Linked DNA regions of Mus musculus: region 2 is linked to region 1. Evidence: chromatin contacts called from public Hi-C data. All regions are on one chromosome and are shown on one strand. The core of a region is the stretch at or near the end of the contact, and the rest is flanking DNA. Distances in the headings are between cores, read along the strand shown.

What was found. Hi-C and Micro-C count contacts between places; a contact is called where the count stands out from the background.
Region 2: a contact with region 1 is called in a Hi-C map of liver, with 3 times the contacts expected there. The contact joins the enhancer-like site here to the promoter of Cfh in region 1. A contact is called at or near these places in 9 of 39 promoter capture datasets (the C10 cell line, the SN4741 cell line, cranial neural crest and 5 more), 1 of 15 datasets of contacts at CTCF or cohesin (embryonic stem cells), 14 of 484 Hi-C or Micro-C datasets (cerebral cortex, cumulus cells, embryonic stem cells and 4 more), 4 of 115 datasets of contacts at active chromatin or transcription factors (embryonic stem cells, heart atrium and hepatocytes) and 3 of 9 other capture datasets (adipose tissue, liver and pancreatic islet).

What each region holds. Positions count from the first base shown.
Region 1 is chr1:140,179,873-140,185,436 of GRCm38.p6, forward strand. Cfh (complement component factor h) reads right to left here and starts at 3,539. Exons shown (of 22, transcript NM_009888.3): 1 at 3,293-3,539. The coding sequence starts at 3,404.
Region 2 is chr1:140,263,632-140,268,838 of GRCm38.p6, forward strand. All of the region lies in intron 1 of Kcnt2 (potassium channel, subfamily T, member 2), which reads left to right. Among named protein-coding and RNA genes, the nearest start is that of Kcnt2, 21 kb to the left of the region's middle. Within about 2 kb of position 3,155, at least 8 of the 459 cell types and tissues checked have an H3K27ac peak or open chromatin away from gene starts, as enhancers often do. A contact at or near this core is called in granulosa cells, hepatocytes and liver, where this site is marked.

The sequences.
Region 1 (5,564 bases), core at 2,289-4,788:
GCAACTATTATTAACTCATAATTAATATGTATAACATCATTTTTTCCACATCAATGTTAGACTAAGTTTGAAAACATCATATACTTAAAACAAAACATTGTAGAATTAAACCGATTCTCCATTCTATGATTAAAGTCTCTAAGCCTGAAAGGACATTTTTGTACTTTAAACCTGCAGAATTAGAAAACACTTATCTCTCCAGAAAGCACACAGCAGTTATTTGGTTTTGTTTCAGCACAGGTTTAATTGGTTCATTTTAGCAATTCTAGGCTGTGGCCTAATTTCATACAATATCCAATTGTGAGAGTAAAATGCATGCTTGGAAAGCTTGGGTATAATCCATTCCCCAGAACTGAAATTACACAGCTCAGCCGAGGAACTTTTACATTACAGGTTGTCCTGTAAATCTGACCCAATTCTAAGCAGCCTGTGGTTTTGCAAGAAGCAGCATTTACTGTTCTTGGCAACTGGGAGTGGGAATGCAGGCAAGCACTGCACTAAAGGAAGCCCTTGGCATGTGGAAAGGGGAAGGAGGGGAGAGAGAGGGGGGTGGGGGGAGAAAGGAAAGAAAGGAAAAAAGAGACAGAGAAAGAAAGGAAGAAAGGAAGGAAGGAAGGAAGGAAGAAAGGAAGAAAGGAAGGAAGAAATAAAGAAAGAAGAAAGAGGGGGAGGAAGGAAGGAAGGAAGGAAGGAAGGAAGGAAGGAAGGAAGAAAGGAAGGAAGGAAGGAAGAAAGAAGAAAGAGGGGGAGGAAGGAAGGAAGGAAGGAAGGAAGGCAGGCAGGCAGGCAGGCAGGCAGGCAGGCAGGCAGGCAGGCAGGCAGGCAGGCAGGCAGGCAGGCAGGCAGGCAGGCAGGCAGGCAGGCAGGCAGGCAGGCAGGCAGGCAGGCAGGAAGGCAGGCAGGCAGGCAGGCAGGCAGGCAGGAAGGAAGGAAGTAAGGAAGGAAGAAAGGAAACTGGATTCACCGTTCTTCCTTTGGTTACTATTTTTTAATTATGAATTCTGCTTTTTACATTTTTTGTTAAGGTTATTACTATTTGTTATTTGCGTGGGTGGAACACACAGTTGGCCAGCCTGCATGAGGAAACTGGAGCTCCGTCTGCAGGAGGCTTTATTCCTCCTTTGGCCAGGTGGGGCCCATGGATTGAGCAAGATCATTACTGTGTTTACGCTACGCCCAATTAACATTGGTTTTAAAAGAATGGTGATCTTTATCAGAGCGAAAAGACTCCTGGAATCTTTTCTTCCCTGTTTAGGAAAGCCTAATAGCATTTCACAAACTTTTTTTTTTTAAATCAGCTTAATAGCATTGTGGGAAACAAAGCAAATATTGAAGTGTATACACACATACATAATTAAACATAACTGTTTTAATTGATCCAAGCTCTTCTGTCTGGTGAAATTTCTGTTAAGTTGATAGACTGATTAAATTATTTACACTTGAGATAGACACAGGCTACAAGCCAAGCAAAGACTAAAGTGAGACTACTGTGCCCACAGAGAATCCATGAAACTTCATACCCCTGCCTCTGTATTATGTGTACTTTATCCATATCGTGAGGTTACCCTACATACTGTTTTAAACACTAAACTCCCAATTCATCTCTAACTGGACAGCTGGAGAAGCAGTAATGTATACCTTGTAACTGCCCAACTCATCAGCGGGAACTGGCACCACATGTGACTACATACAAAAATTCAGATCCAGTAATAAACAAAAAAATTATCTTATATCCATGGCATAAATGAGGGTTTTTAAATCATTAACATTAAAGTATCATGTAAACATCATGACACTTCCCTTTTGATATTGAAATTCTGCTTTGTAATTATGTAAGCATATTAATTCAATTTGCATCAATTAAGATTTAAAAATTAGATAAAAATAAAATACTTCTTTCTTTAATCATATGTATCTAAAGAAATCTCTTAGTAAGCATTATTATTCAAGTAGAGCATCAAAATAAAAGATGAAACATTGACTTTGACAAAATAAAAAGTTGAGTTATGTTTGGTAATATCACCATTGATTTAGAATTACTGGTCAATATTTCATTTTAGCAATACTTATATTTTCATACACAAGGAAATGACTGCCTTAATCTTAAATATAAGATTCAAAAGCTAAAATATAAGGAATAATATTAGAAAATATGATTTAAAAAGTTTACTCTTTCAAAAAGTATTAAATACCCTTAAATATTTTTTTAGAATTTTACAAAAAGATATAACTAAGAATCTGTATCTATTCTTCTTCCCAGATTTGGTAAATATTCAGTCAGAGGTTGTTAGAATTCTTTAGTGAAGAGGCTACAGCAAAGCCTCAAGTTACAAAGCATTAGCTAAGAGAAACATTTAAGGAAATTATTAAAGTTATGTCATTCACTTGAAATAAAAAGTCAGGGATGGCAGTCACTCCCACCTGTAACCTCAGCCCATGGGAGGCTGTCAGGAGGACTACAGTGAGTCCAAGGGTGTAGTGACACCCTATCTTAAACAATCAAAACACAAAGAAGAGTTAATTAATTGTTTTTTCACATAACTAGTTGCCTATCATAAATTAGCAGAGTAAACTCTTTCGATGGATAAACTAAGCAATTTTTGGTAGAATTTAAGTGAATAATAAAGTCGGAATTTCTGTTACTGCCATGAAAGAAGAACTCCAACACTCATATTACCTACCTCAAAATGGCTTTCAGAAGCAAATATGCCTCACATGTACTCTCAGAAAACAAAACCAGGAACAAATCAGATCCTTCCAATACTGTGTACAGATTATCTGTCAAATTTTATAATCATTTTATCTCATGCTTGCAGTTCTTATGAACAAAACTTTTAAAGCCATGGCAGTATCAGTAAAATGATGTATTTATGAAGGGTTAGAAATATGCCTGAAATAAATCCACTCATTAAAATAAAAGTGAATGCTTTCATTAAGTTTGGATGTTTACATATTTCTTACTAGTTTTACATAAAATATTTCAGGGACACTCATGAACAAAACAGGAGCCTGTATCATGATAACTAAAAGTTGAATGACTATGCCCAATTATAGATTGCAAATGGTTGTTTAAAGCACTGTCTCGAGTTTTACATTTCGCCAAATTATCAACTACAATAGTCAAATGAACAGTTTACAGTTTTTAAACTTACCACCCAAATCCACTAAGTAACAGACTAGTAATTACATATATTTTCCAGACATAATTTGAATGATTGCTGTGAGAAACATTTTCTGCAAATGTTTTATAATTTGGCTCAGCAAGAAGGAGAAAAGAATGTTTCCAGCTTACCTTCTGCTGCACAAACAGTCCATAATATAAGCCAAATAATTCTTGCTGACAGTCTCATAATTTGGATCTTTCTGGGACCAACTGACTCCAAGAGAAATCTGTGCTGTACCATCCAGTTCCTCTCTGCTATGAACTGTGGTCACAGCAGGGAAAGACTTGCTTCAAAGGGAAGTTGAAAGTCAGTTTAGGAAATCAGGATTGCTCCGCCCATGAGCAACTTCTGCAAAGTAAACTAAAATAGTAGACCACAAGTCCAGCAGCATGGGCGTTTTATCTCTTGTTGTTACTATGCCCTGTCAGTGACCTGCTGGATTGTTCTTGTAAATCACAGCTTGTTTTGCTTGGAAACAAGTTCACATTTCTGGAAATGTGAGCAAGGGCTGGATTTCATAATCCTTTAAATTGTGTTCTACTGTGGACAAACCACAGAACAGAAAGCATGAAGGCACATTTAAAAATCATTGAGAGAACTTCAGTTAGGCAGTGTTTTCAGGACCAACACCCATGCATACATAATACAGAAATGTTGAAAAGATTGTCATGCTAATGGATGTTGATTATGGGATTGGTTTTCTAAAATTAATGAATTGAATCTCCCAAGAAATTCTTTTTATATGTGTGAAGCAACTGGTCTGTGAGGACCTTGGTCTAGCAAACTTTATATGCCCCAGTACAGGGGAAAGCCAGGGCCAAGAAGTGGGAGTGAGTGGGTAGGGAAGCAGGGCTGGGGTGGGGAGGGAGGGTATAGGGGACTTTTGGGATAGCATTTGAAATGTAAATAAAGAAAATATCCAATAGAAAAAGGAAAAAAATAAGTAAAAAAAACCCATCAACTTGAAATGCTAATTTTCTAACTTGTCATTGAGGTATTTTATAGTAAGAAATATAGAGGTGGAAAAAAAGTGTCAGCAGCATGCTGAATTGATGCAGAACTGAGGCAGATATTCAACTCCCAACCTAATAACCTTGGTACCCTCTGTGCCCTCCAGGTTTCCTTCCACCCACTGTCAGTGTTTCTAAGAACATGGACTGTATTTACCTGTACTTTATGTAATTTACTCCTGTATTTACGTAGAACTGTGTTTGTTGGACATGGCTCCTAACTGTTCATTTGTCATTCTATGTAATATTCAATTATTTGAATATAGCACAATTTTTAGTTGTTCCTGTACATGGTAAGGACAGATTTCAGCTTGAAAATAGTACAAATTGGGCTACGAATGTTAGATAGTGTGGGGTTTGGTAAGCTGTTGTAGCTCAAGCATATAGATGAGTTAACTGAGCATAGAGCACTTAAACACTTTCTTAAAGCCATAAACTGTCAGGAGTGCGATACTCAAGCTGATGGTCTAATATCCAAAGTCTATACAGAACGGCGTTTTCGGATGGCTTGTTTTCTATTTCATTAAATGTGTAGGAATTCAACTGCCAGTAACTCATTGTAGTAGTTGCGTGTCTTGTGGATGTGACAAGATGCCAGAGAAAGCTGCTAAGGGAAGGATAGGTGTATTTCTTTCTTTTTTTTTTTTTTTTGGAAAGGTGTATTTCTGCTCACAGTTCCCAAACAGAGAGCCTGCCAATCAGGGAAGAACAGCCTAGGAGCATCCGGTCACGTGGTGACAGCAGTCCTGTTACAGAGAGCAGTGATGAATGTTGCTGAGCTCATTTTGGTTTTCTTCAGTCATGGACCCCTCCCCATGAAAGACACTGATATCAGAACAATTTACAAACCCTCAAATTCAGAGTGTTTAATATTAATCATGTCACAAGAGCTTAGTGTCCTGACATGCTGTTCATTTTGTCAAAGAAATTTGACAGAAGTTTTCAAAAGTTTGCCAATAATAAAAACTTACAGACATTATAAATCATGGTGAACTTGTGATGACATTTTTGTTATTTTGCTAACAATACACAAATTCTAAGCCACTCTGATAGAATTTTTTTCCTTTTTTATCTTCAGTGAAGCCATTATAAAATAGAGGCTTATAATAAAATAATCAAAAATGTAGATAGCCAAGAATGTGAAAGTTAAAAGTAGCACATGTCTTATTATATAATTAATATGCATATTGTGTTACTTTTTAACTCTTTCTTATTCATCATTGTTTGTGGTTCAAAATCTATTTTATTATTATCCAAGTTCCTTTGAAAAGATAATTATACAACTTATCTCATGAAAAATATGCTGAGGGTAATCCCTGTTGGCTGTGGCCTGAGAAATTACATATTTACTTAGACACTTAAAAAGGGACTACATACCCTTTATTGGGCC
Region 2 (5,207 bases), core at 1,905-4,404, 83 kb after region 1:
GGAATATTCTCCAATAGTAATTTTTCACGTAACTTTTTCATAGTTCTTTCATGTAAACAAGCCCTTCCCTTACTCCTTTCTCTATCATCACCTCCCACCCCATTCCATAAGCCATTTAGTTCTTCCTGGTCCATGGTTTTTTCTTTTCTTTTATCAATGTGTTCTGCCTTCTACCCATGCCAGTATCGAACGATGTTGATGGTCCCTAAAACTGAAATACATGCATTTGAATGTATCCAGAACTCAAGTAGACAAATTTCTTCTCTTCCTGTCTATGTAGTACCAAGGCTGCATCCAAAGAATTGAATTGGTATTCAGTTCATTGTGGCTTGGTCCTGTAAATTGGGTCTTCAGTGCCATGTGCTGTATGTTTTTTATCAGTTTCTGTATATAGGGAATTGTAGAAACTTAAGGAGGGGACATAGTGGTGGGACCCTGGCCTTCCTATTTCTCTGCTTTTCTTTCTGGAAATGAAGGAATGGCTGTGCTCTGTTCCTGCTGCAGTCTCGATGTTGTCTCTCACAGGTCCAGAAGCAATCAGATCAACTTCTAAAACTGTGAGCCAAACTAAGTTGTTTCTGTGTGTGGGCGTTTGTTATGGACGGACAGATGACTCATGCAGAGGTGAATGAATGGACATGTGGTGGCGCACACCTTTAATCCCAGCACTTGGGAGGCAGAGGCAGGCAGATTTCTGAGTTCGAGTCCAGCCTGGTCTACAAAGTGAGGTCCAGGTCAGCCAGGGCTATACAGAGAAACCCTGTCTCTAAATACCAAAAAAAAAAAAAAAAAAAAAGAAAGAAAGAAAGAAAGAAAGAAAGAAAGAAAGAAACAAAGAAAGAAAGAAAGAAAGAAAGACATAGAAATCCTGAAATCATCCAATTCCCAATGTTTCATTATTCATAAGTTATCAAATTCATTTTGTGGTCTTTATAATGAGCTGTTATCCTGATGGCTGTTATACAGAGCGCAGTCACATCCACAATATTGCCCCATTATTTCTATTTATTTGGACAATTTGCTTACTGAAATCAGCAAAATGGCAAAGGGAATGTAAAATTTACAATACTTGTTCCAAATAAGTAAAATATAAAACAAGCATATATACAAAAACAAAAACAAAAAACAAACAAAAAAAAACAACCCAAACTTCATTTTTCCCCCACCTTCACAGTCCATTTCCACAGAACCTATGATCTGATATGCAAGTCAAATGTCTCCATCTCGTTGAAGAGGTGAATTTTTAAAGCGTCTGGCCCACGGCCAGGGTTGCATCACAGCTCAGAAAGTTACTGCTGATTCTCATGCCTTTTCATGTTCCCCTTGTTTCCTGCCTTTTCCCCCTTGAACACTCTTCCTGGTCTATCTTTCTGTTTATTGCTTCATTTAATTTTTATAACTACTCTCTGGAGTTGCCATTTCTCATAACTTTAATTTTCCTCAACTAGATTCCAAGTTCCTTTTACATATTAGCCTCATATTTAGAAGCACTAAATACTTGGCAAATATTCAGTTGTCAGCTTTTTATACCCAGGAACAATCACTGATTCTGAGTAGAACATGCATTTTCTTAGTCTTCTCTCAGAGGGTCCGGTCTTAGTGGAAACAATTTTTCTCCCTAGCGTTCATATTTTGCAACCTGCAGCTCCCTGATACACAGACAATTATACAAGCGTAATGTTTGATTTGGAACTGGGAGCAGTCTTCCGAATACTAGACTGGGTGGCAAACCATGCATTTTGCTTGTGCTTTGGCAAACTTATTCAAAACTCCATCTGGAATTCTGAAGCCAATTAATTTCATCCTTAATCCCAAGGTTCCTGGCCCAGTAAAATCTACAAATGTACTATTAACATTTTAGTAGAAAAAAAATAACAGGGATTTTTTTTGACAACATTCCTAGTCACTCCAGTGTTTAATGATGAAATTTTATCACAGTATGCTCAATCATCTCTCTTCTTTGTTTCATCCCATACTTTACAGATTTTTATGCTCTGAGAAGACACCTCTGTTAACCCCCCCCCTTTTTTGTGCTGAGCCTTTGAGAATTCTGACATGATTATAAACACAATCCCTACACCTTCCATTTTTCTCAGATCTGCTTGGGTTTACTTAATTTTACTCAGCCACCATGTGTCATGCTTCTGGATATACACTGTCCTTAACAAGTCATATAGCAACACAACTATTTCTCAGAGGCTGTTGCTCTGCATTACAGCCTTTGATAATTCTTCCTGAACATTACATTGGTGCATTATGTAAGGCTTCTTGGATGCCTTTGCAGTCCTGGGGTTGAGTGCAAATTTTCATTCTTTTTACTTTTTTATTCTTTTCCACTCATTTCTATGCAAGAGCCATGTAATATGTGTGTGTGTGTGTGTGTGTGTTTGTGTGTGTGTGTGTGTGTGTGTGTGTGTGTGTGTCTGTGGGCTGCTGACGAGGCCAGAAGAGAGCGTGGAGTACCTTGGAGACTCCTACTCTACGGATATTCAGAACTGAACTCATGTCTACTGAAAGAGCAGGATGCAAGCTTCTCCAGCAAGCCATCTTTCCAGACTCCACTCTTACGATCATGTGATCATCTTAGTGCTCGATTTGTTCAAAAGCCAGCTTTAACAGTGCATTAAGCTTCTTGGCTGTCATATCCAGGTCTGTCTGGCACTTCCTTGTAAGGCTTAGATTAAGTTACTTCTGGAAATGAGCAGTAAGCTACCCTGTCCTCTAATCTGTCCTTTCAGTCCCCACTCTTCCTGACAGACACAGCACTTCTTTATTTTACTTTCAAGCAACTTCTTCCCTTCCTCATTTACTTCATGAATACTTTTTCCTACCATCTCTTAACCAGTACTATTCTTTCTTTCTTGCTCTCATTTACCTTATGTTCCCTGGACTTAATTTTCCCCCCTGCCCTTTAGCTATAAAGGGGTCCTCTGAAATATCTGTTTTTTAAGAGTCATATTAAACCTAACGACAATTTGGTTTCTATTTTTCTAACTCTCTGTTTCTCACATTGCTCTTTTTACTCTCATCCTGTTTTTCCCCTTTCCTCCATGAACCGTGAATATTTTTATTTCTATCTTACAGGCTTGCCACCTTTAACTTCCTTCAGGAATTGCGTTTGGCCTCAGATGCTTTTTCAGACCTTTGCTCTTTTCCCTCACTTATCTCGTTTTAGTTTATTCAGTCAAAGCACAGCAGCACTATGACATAGCGATAGTTCTCAAATCTTAGCATTTGTTCAGACTCTACTCAGGGCTGTAAAACTGTACAGATTGCTTCCCATTGGGGGTCTTTGTGTGGTTACACAATAGATGCCTCAATCCTGTCTGCCCCTAATTAATTTTATTACTTGTTCTTGAAACTGTCTCCTGATATTTTCTCTTTGGGAAAATCGTACAAATAGGCAGTGAGGCATTCCAAGACTGGATCAATAGTCTGTTCATCTAAAAATTGATTTACCACTGGACTCTATCATTTAACCCATAGACAGCTTAAATATAGGACTGGGAATAGTTCAGGCAGCCACTTGTTTGCCTTGCTAGCACACGGATCTGAGTTCAGACTCCGGGACCTTTATATATTAGTAAGTTTTCTGTTGTCACGACAGAGTACCCTGATTAAAACAAAACAAAACCCACCAACCAAACACACAAAAAACCCCAACAACAACTTTGAGGGGAAAAAAGAGATTTATTTTGACTTATAGTTCTAGAGGGCATTCAGGACCTCACTTTGGGAAAGGATTGTCAGCAGGAATGTGAGGCTGGCTGACCACATTTCATCCAAACAAGGAGTTTATTTGGGGCCAGGGGAACGGGTATCAGAAAGAGTGATAGGGAGAAACAGGAAGTGGAGCCAGGCTCTGAAAGCTCAAAGCCTGCTTCCACTGACATACCTCCCCCAGCCAGGTTCCATCTCCTGAATGGTTCACAACTTCCAGCACCACTAGCTTAGGACCAAGGATCTTCACACACAAGCCTGTGGGGGCAATTTCATGTTCAGACCACACCGAGGTTTTTTTAAATGTTTAAGTAAGGCATGTCCCTAGGGCCTTTTGACATGTCAGCCTAGCCAATTTGGAGAGTTTGAACATACACAAGCATACACACACACACACACGTGTGTGTGTGTGTACAAACACAGCCATGCTTGCACATGCACAGAATCACATACAAATGTATGTATCCACCAACACATACAAAGGCACTCATACACTCATGAATATGCACATACACATACACATACATTCACACATGAGGAAACAGGATACATTTGTGACTCCCTTCACAAGAGAGGCACTCATGCTTTCTTAGACAACTGAGAAGTGTCTTCTGTCCCTGAATACTACTGTCTGGACTCTCCTCTGTCTGAAATAAGCAAATACCTCTAAGACCTCTAACCTCTTCCCTTCTGTCATTTCAAGGTCATCTTGTAACTGACTAGATATTGCTTGATTTTTGTGGTAGCAGTCTTACAAAGATTTTATTTTTTTCTGAAAAATCTTTGTTCTAATAATCCTTTATATCATCTATGTTTTATTCTATCCAAATCTTCATTATATTCTTATTGTCAGTTATCTACTTTCCAAAAGCTGTGTATGGTTCCTGTGCACTTTGATGCATTATTGAGCATAGAGGAGCAGTAAAAAGAGAACCAAAGTGTCTAGTGTTTGTAGAGAGGTACTAAGGCAGTGATCATAGCCGAGGCAAACAAGAATTTGGCTGTCATCTGCTAGGAACTCATTGATTTGCCCTCTACCATTATACCTTACCCTTAAAATTTTCTAACATACCCCGTGTTTCTTTTCACAAGTGTCCTGGTCTGTTTACAGAAAGAGGAAGATAGCTCTCTTTATTAAATGCTAACAGTGCTAATATTAGGCTTTGTATTTTTAGTCATGTCATTAGTTATGCATGACCAGAGGTTGCAGTTTATTTCTTCAGAGTCTAAACTGAGTGCAAAAATGTCAAATAAAATGATGTCCTTTTTCTTTATTTTCCCACTGACCCTTTCTTGCCTTTGAAAGTGTAAGACAACACAAATTTAAGGCAATAAACAGAAAAAAGGATACAGGGGCTAAAATTAGGGAAGAACTGAACTGTCTTAAATCTCTGCAGCTGCTTTGGGGACACCTTGGATTGAAATTTATTCATGCAATTTAGCCCCACAGTAGAATATTTGGGTAACCTCAGACATTTGTAGGCATG